2 separate regions of the Mus musculus genome follow, and region 1 is linked to region 2. Evidence: chromatin contacts called from public Hi-C data. All regions are on one chromosome and are shown on one strand. Each heading gives the region's core, a stretch centred on a gene start, on an enhancer-like site or on the middle of the called end of the contact. The rest is flanking DNA. Distances are from core to core; before and after follow the strand shown. Region 1 has its middle 34 kb from the start of Zfp362. Region 2 holds the start of Zscan20 (zinc finger and SCAN domains 20).

Region 1 (3,604 bases), core at 564-3,063, 230 kb after region 2:
TTTCACTCATACATCAATGGCTCTCCGGCTTTAAGCTTCTTCGAGTCAGATCTCTGTGTTGTCACACCCTAGCATCCTGAATTATTGAGTGAGAAAGGAGAGTCTGGACAGAGCTGATGAAGATTCTTGGCTTACCCAAATTCCAGTTCGGCTCCTGATGCCCCTCCTGGGCCTGTCTGTACATTTCCTTGTAGATCCAGTTTCACAAGTACCCAAGCTTAGTCTGGTTGGCGAGAGTTTCCATCCTGGAGATCTGATCACCCTTGATAGCCTCCTACCAGTCGCCCATTCTGCCTTCCCTCTCAGCTGATGTCTGACCATCCTGGCCTGCCTCCAGCAAGAAGCCAGTTAGTTCGGTTTAAGCTCCAGCTTCCCCTGATGTTTTTTTCCTCTTAATCATGTTCTCCCCACTGACTCTGCCCGTTCCTTATCTATAAATCCCCTCTTGTTCCCACTGTATTTGCATGAGTCTACCCTCTTCCCCATTGCAATCCCACCATAATGGTTCTATCCTCTGTGATGGCCCTGAAGGAAGTCTGTTTCCTGTGTTTTAGCGAGTAGAGTACCACTGATTAAAAAAAAAAAAAAGCAAAGTACAGGAGGCAGGTCTCAGGCTAGGCTCAGCCTAGTAGAGCTTGGTGGAGACCTTCCAAAGGATACCTGGGTCTCTGTTACCTCAGAAAATGCCAGAGTAAAGAGCCAGCCCTGTCTTTAGCCCAGCAGGTATAAAGACTTCGGAGTGTTGGGCAGAGTCAGGAGAGGACGGCCAGCTGAGGTGCAGGATGGGGGATGATCGTTGTTGTGGTTTATAGAAAGGGAAGGAGAGAGGGGATGTGTTTGGTGGAGGTACAGTAAGGTGTGGGGGAAGGGTGTGCCTCTGCGGGCGTGCTAAGGCATCCCTGCCCCTGAGGGACCAGCATAAAATAGTGTTTATTCAGGGCATGGGAGGGGGGTTGAGAGAAAGGCGGAGAGAGAGAGGGGGAGAGAGAGAAGAGAAGTAGAGGCTGGCCATGAGCATGTGGAGGGGGGGGAAGGAAATGGGGGGCGGAGAGGGTAAGAGAGCAAGAGAGAGAGGAGGGGGCAAGCAGCCGCTTTTATAGTGAGTCAGGCACACCTACAGCCAGGTAACTGTGGGGCGGAACCTAGACTAACAATTGTCACCTTGACTGAATCTAGAATCAGCTAAAAGACATGCCTCTGGGCCGTGTGAGAGGTCAGTTGCAGGAAGGCTTGCCTAGGGGGAAGAGGATCCTCTCTCAAAGAGGATTTTCCCTTCAAGGGTGGCTCAGTGTGAAGAAGTCTGAGGGGTGAAGGGGCCACTTTCTGCCTTCTGCTCCTTGTTGGCGTGAGCAGCTGCTCTGTTTGCGGGCTTTTCCGGTTTTCCCAGGTAGCCTGAAGACCAGGGCTTCTCTGGAATCTTCCAGGCTTTCAGCACTACCTCAAGACTGCTAAAGCATCCAGCTTCCTGGACCAAGGGAGCCATGGTGTCCTCGACCTCTCCAGAACGCCCATATCTGTATTGTTTGACTGCTTAGCCTGTGCCATGTAACCAACCTATCAAACCCTTCCAGAGAACTCTCCTACTGACAAGAAGTCAGGCGTGAAGACACCATTTGGTCTCAATGGCCAGTCAGAGTATAAATGAGTATTAGCCACAAAGAAATAATGAATGGTTTTAGAAGTGTAAAGAAGACAGTGTCCTAAGGTCCACACAGATGTTTCTAGAACTCAACAGCACAGGAGGGAAAACCATGATTAAGAATCTCAACCCTGTGACTCAGGACTGGGGCAAAAAGATTGAGGAAACACAACATTTGACGTCAGCAGAGGCCTCTGCTGTTCCCAGGGCTGCACAGCAGGCCCTGTGCAGAGCAGGAAGCCAAGAGCTACTCAGAGGGCAAGCAGCTGTAAGGCCTCCTCTGGGAAGACACCCTTTGATCTCCCCAACAGCCAGGGGGTCTGGCTTCCTGCATCCCAGAACGCCTTCTCCAGGAGAGATTGCTGAGGTCACGGAGTCTGACCCCACTGAACAGACAGGGCTCGAGGAATCATGAGAGATCCAGTCAAGGTCACGCAGGGAGCCAGCACGGACAAGTTAGGACCAGGATCCAACCCCCAACACCACCACCGTTCCTTCTGTTTTTGCTCTTTCAGCAGGAAGCCTGCAGGGAAGGCTAGTTCTCTGCTGTGGAGGGGGTCCACTTCCTGCCAAAGCCAAGCGAGTTCAAAGGCCCCTGGATGGTCTGGGATCTGGACCGTCCAAGCAGGAGACAGGGATCCTTTAAGTCACAAAGACTTCTTTATTCTTTGAGATTTTAAGTGGACCGAAGCCAATTCCCTAACATTCTTCCTTCTGATGTGGCCCTTGGCAAAAAATTACGCTGCGCATATACCGGGCTTGGTGCCAGGCGCATCCTTCACAGACACAATCTTTCGGGGGTGGGGGGTGGGGGTGGGGTATTGTTTCATGGTTTCCCAGATGAGGAAGTGGAAGTTCAGGAGGGTGAAGACAGTTGCTCCAGGTCACACAGCTAGAAGCTGAGCCTAAGCGTGTCAGGTTGCAGAGCCTTAACAGAGCTGGCCTTTGGGTCACTTCAGGGCCATAGGGAGCTGAGTTCCAGCAACCTGTCTTCTGAGGCAACAGTCAGACAGTAGATGCCTGCCAAAAGCCAACAGCTTTGAGTGTAGAGATAGAGATGACAAGGGGTAGAACTGACAGAGTCCCGACTGTGTGTCTGTCAGCCATTCTGCTAAGCATGCTGATGTGTATGAACACTTATATAGCCGTCACAATTGCACATGTCGGGGTGTTCAATATCTCTTTGTATATAGGCAGTAAGAGCAGAGATGCAGGCAGTCTAGTGGTTGGTCAGACGTCAAACATGGAGGCTCTCCATCGCCTGTAGCGGGAGCTTCACCTCCACCTCACACCACCCTTGAAATGAGAAACCAGAACTCAGAGACACAGGTAAGTAGATAAACACCATGGAACCTGTAGGCTCCCTCCCACCTCTCGGGAGACTGTGAGCAGCAAGGAACCGAAGAGCCCCACCCCCACCCCACCCCACCCCAGCCACCTTGGTTTGAGCTGTAAGGAATTCGTGAAATTGCAGGGAGAAATTTGGTGACTTGATCTTCTCAGGAGCCAGCCTCCCTCACGCACTGATAACATTTCCTTATGATCAGAGCGTGAATGGAGCAGTGTCTGCCTTTGTCTGCAGATGTGACCACTGTTCAATGAAGAAGGAGTTTTCTTTTGTTGTGTCTTGGCAGGAGGACATCCTTGACTGAAAGTCTCCCCTTGCATCTCATTGGCCATGACGAGGTCACATGCTTCTCACGACAGGAGGAATAGAAACACCGGCCAATCATGACTGTCAGATCGTAGCCTGCCCTCGGAGTGTTTAGCTTTCTGGGAACAGGACCAAAATCCCATGCCTTCGCTAAGGAGCTATCCTACACTGTGCAGATAACAAACAACATGCTCAGAGAACTAGAAAAATAATCAAGATGTCCAGCCAGCCTACAATGTCAAAGGAATTAAATCTGCGTATTACACAGACTTCTGCACTGATGTGTTTATTACAACACTATTTACAACAGC
Region 2 (3,805 bases), core at 166-2,665:
CCCACATTCACCAAGTCTTTACTCATTTGCTGGATCTACATTAGATGTCTGCTGTTCTGGGCTGGACCAAAGAAAATGGAGATGATCCAGACACTGCCTGCCCTGATGAAGCTATCTAGTGGAAGAGACAAATAATAATAATGATAATTAATAAATTTAAAAGTCACAGATAATTATATTAATCCAATGTCATAAAGAAAGTGTGATTTGGGAGCTGGGAAGTTGGAGGTGGCAATTTGCTTAAGGAACTGTTGATTTGGTTCTTGAGTACAACGCAGAGAGAATGGGGGAGGGAGGTTACAGCAGAGAGGCAGGCTATGAAATAGTAGAGAAGCAAAATGGCCCACCTGGAGAATGGGAAACACCTTGGCAGCCCCGGAGCGTGCAGTATGGGAAAAGTGGGCTGCAAAGAGCATTATGAAGAATCTACTAGATCAGATTCCATTCAACACGTGTTGCATGCCAGGGATGGATTCCAAGCTGGAGAACAAACGGAAGGTATACAGTTGAGGGTTTCAACAGATCACACTAGCTGCAATGTTTCTCCGAGTTGGAGAAATGAAAATGTGGACACTTCTGCAGAGGCTCCCGGAAGACAGAGGTCATTTTAAGAGATACTAAAGAAATGGCAAGCCTCGAACAGTGTACAGCAAACGGCGTGGATGAAGAAGAATGCAGGCGCAGGTGGAATCAGCTGGTAAAACAAGTAGGTCAGTGGGCGGGTCAGCAGGGGTGGGCGGGTCAGTCGAGGGTGGGCGGGTCAGTAGATAAAGATGCCTTTCACTTCTATCAGTTATGAGGAAAGAAGTACAGGTTTGGGATTGAACACAATAGCCAGTCCCGTCACAGATGACATGAACGCAGGTGTCGAGAATGAAGCACTATTTTAAGGTCAGACTTTCCGCTCAGGGCCTCTTCACTTCTTTGCCAGGGCCCTTGAGTTCTCTCTTCCCTTGATTGTGCTTTTCTAGACCCTAAGGTAACTTCCCCTCACAGCCAAAACGCATCTCTACCACCTTACCCACAGACCTCGGTAAGACCCGTCTCACTGCCCGCCTCTCCAACTCACTCTTCATCCCGACCCCTCGGTGACCCTGCCCATCTCCACACGCTGCAGCCTCTGCCCGCCCGCACTCCCGCCCCGACACACACACACACACACACACACACACACACACACACACACACGCCACGATGCTTGCTTTCCCCTCTCACCTTCCCAGCTCCCCTCCCCCGCGGGTACCACCACCTCCAAAGCCTCCAGCCCAGCGCCTGATTCTCAACTGCACCCCATCCGCCACCCAGACTCACCCACAGAGACACCCACTTCTCAACAGGCCGGAAGTGCTCCCGGGCTCTTGCAGGGGATGCTGGGACGCATAGTCCCAGCGCCGCCAGCCCTGGAACCCGATCTCTGAGACCACAACTCCCAAAAGGCAACGCGCGAGCACCGGTGGCCACTCCTCTATCGGCCGCCTCTCAGATGACGTCAGCCAATGAGTGCCTCATCTTCTCAGGCGCTCTGGTACCGGAACAAATCTTGCAGGGCCAATGCCTGGGGGGGTGTAGCTCGATACTATTCTCTTCCATTGGTTCTGCGGTGACGGTGCCGCCTACTGGGTGGAGTCTAGATTAGAAGGGCGTGGGGTCGGGGTCTACTGAAGAAGCGTGGGGCCCCCTGGGTTGAGCTGGAGAGAGTAGGGAAAAATAATAAAAAAAGGAAAGAGGGTGAATACAGTGACCATCTATTGGGCAAGAGAGAGTTTGTCTGTTGTAACTACAATTTCAAATTCACAAATTCACAACTTAGTTGAGTGGTTTGGCAGAGTTCTATATCTCACCTCTTCACTTGTGAAGTAAGAATAATAGCATTCATGTGACAGGTTTATGTGAGGCATCAGTGAGGCAATAAACCTAGAACTGTTAATTCGGATCCAGGATCCAACTATAGATAGCAGATACTAGCCATTTTTATGTAAATTAGTCTTACGGAGTTTGAATCCCTGGGTGTCAGAAACACGTTAATCCCTGTAGCTGAATAATCTTAGTGTAATACTTAGTTGCTTTGTTCCACGGTCCTGGCTAGTTTCATGCGAACTTGACACGAGCTTGAGTCATCAGAGAAAAGAGAGATTCCGTGAAGAAGATGCCTTCATAAGAGGGACTATGGGAGAACTTGCGGGACTTTCTCGTAATGATTGATAGTGGAGGGCTCAGGCAATTGTGGGTGGGGCTACCCCTGGGCCGGTGGTCTAGGGTTCTGTAAGAAAGCAGACTGAGCAAGCCAGTAAGCAGCGTTTCCTCCATGGCCCCTGCATCAGCTCCTGCCTCCAGGTTCCTGCTTTGTGGGAGTTCCTATCCTGGCTCCCTCCAGTGACAGATTACAACGTGGAAGTGTAAGCCGAATAAACCCTTTCTTCCCCAAGTTGCTTTGGTCACTGCGTTTTGTCATAGCAATAGAAACCCTATGATAAACACTGTAAATACTCTTGAGGTATGAGCCATCTAATAGGAAGCTGGAAATGTGGGTCTTGTAGTCAGTCAGCCATAGATTCAAACCCCAATTCATACATCCCATCTGTATGTCCTTGAACAAACAAACAACTCCATCACGATTGTCTTTTTTTTTTTTCAGCTGTAAAATTTAGGTGACAGAACAAAACCTCCATCTCAGGGTAGGTTCCTGGGAGATTAAAGATAATATGTAGGTAAAACATGGAGTCCAGCCACTTGCTTTCAATGTGGGATCTATGCCTTGATACTCCCTAGCTGCAAAGCCTCCAGCAAACTCCAAACGCCTCTTTTGTAAACATGTTTGTGTGGATAGATGCACTGTGCATGCAGGTGCATGTGCCTGTGGAGGCCTGAGGTCAAAATGAATGCCCTTTTTGGAGCATTCTCCACCCTGATTACTAGAGTGAGGGTCTCTTACTGAACTGAAGGATCCAGCTAGGTTAGCTAACCCATGAGCTCTGGGAATCTGCCTGTCTCTGCCTCCCCATCCCACTTGCCAGTACAGGCGTTACCTATGGCACTGACACTCCTGGCTTTTATATGAATGCTGAGGACCTGAACTGAGACCCTTATTGAACATGTGGCAGGTACCTTATCAATTGTGCTACCTCCCTGTGGTGACTTGAATATCCTTGGCCCAGGGAGTGGCACTATGAGGAGGTGTGGCCTTGTTGGAGGAAGTGTGTCACTGTGGGGGTGGGCTTTAAGACGCTCTTCCTAGCTGCCTGGAAAGAGTCTTCTGTTTGCCTTCAGAACAAGGTGTAGAATTCTCAGCTCCGGGCTGGTGAGATGGCTCAGTGGGTAAGAGCACCTGACTGCTCCTCCAAAGGTCCAGAGTTCAAATCCCAGCAACCACATGGTGGCTCACAACCATCCACAACAAGATCTGACGCCCTCTCCTGGAGTGTCTGAAGACAGCTACAGTGTACTTACATATATTAATAAAATAAATCTTTTAAAAAAAAAAGAATTCTCAGCTCCTCCAGCGCCATGCCTGCCTGGATGCTGCCATGCTTCCAGACATGATGATAATGGACTGAACCTCTGAACCTGTAAGCCAGCCCCAATTAAAGGTTGTCCTTTATAAAAGTTGCCTTGGTGTATGGTGTCTCTTTATAGCAATGGAAATCCCAAACTAAGATACTCCCCTAAACTGCTAAGGCTTCAGTTTCCTCGTCTGGAGAATGGGTGTAATAATACTGAAATCTTCCTTTGAGTGTTGTTGGGAAAAAAATATGCAAAGTTTGTGAAGAGCTTGTCTCCCTCCTGGCGTTCATAAGGTTGAACGACT

What was found. Hi-C and Micro-C count contacts between places; a contact is called where the count stands out from the background.
Region 1: a contact with region 2 is called in a Hi-C map of DN2 thymocytes, with 4 times the contacts expected there. The contact joins the enhancer-like site here to the promoter of Zscan20 in region 2. A contact is called at or near these places in 11 of 39 promoter capture datasets (3T3-L1-derived adipocytes, the C10 cell line, HPC-7-derived erythroid cells and 3 more), 2 of 484 Hi-C or Micro-C datasets (DN2 thymocytes and pre-pro-B cells), 7 of 115 datasets of contacts at active chromatin or transcription factors (bone marrow-derived macrophages, embryonic basal ganglia, embryonic stem cells and 1 more) and 2 of 9 other capture datasets (embryonic stem cells and liver).

Annotation. Positions count from the first base shown.
Region 1 is chr4:128,838,113-128,841,716 of GRCm38.p6, forward strand. No RefSeq gene overlaps it. Among named protein-coding and RNA genes, the nearest start is that of Zfp362, 34 kb to the left of the region's middle. Within about 2 kb of position 1,814, at least 160 of the 459 cell types and tissues checked have an H3K27ac peak or open chromatin away from gene starts, as enhancers often do. A contact at or near this core is called in DN2 thymocytes, bone marrow-derived macrophages, hematopoietic stem and progenitor cells and 1 more, where this site is marked.
Region 2 is chr4:128,608,683-128,612,487 of GRCm38.p6, forward strand. It overlaps Zscan20 (zinc finger and SCAN domains 20), which reads right to left and starts at 1,416. Exons shown (of 8, transcript NM_177758.4): 1 at 1,312-1,416.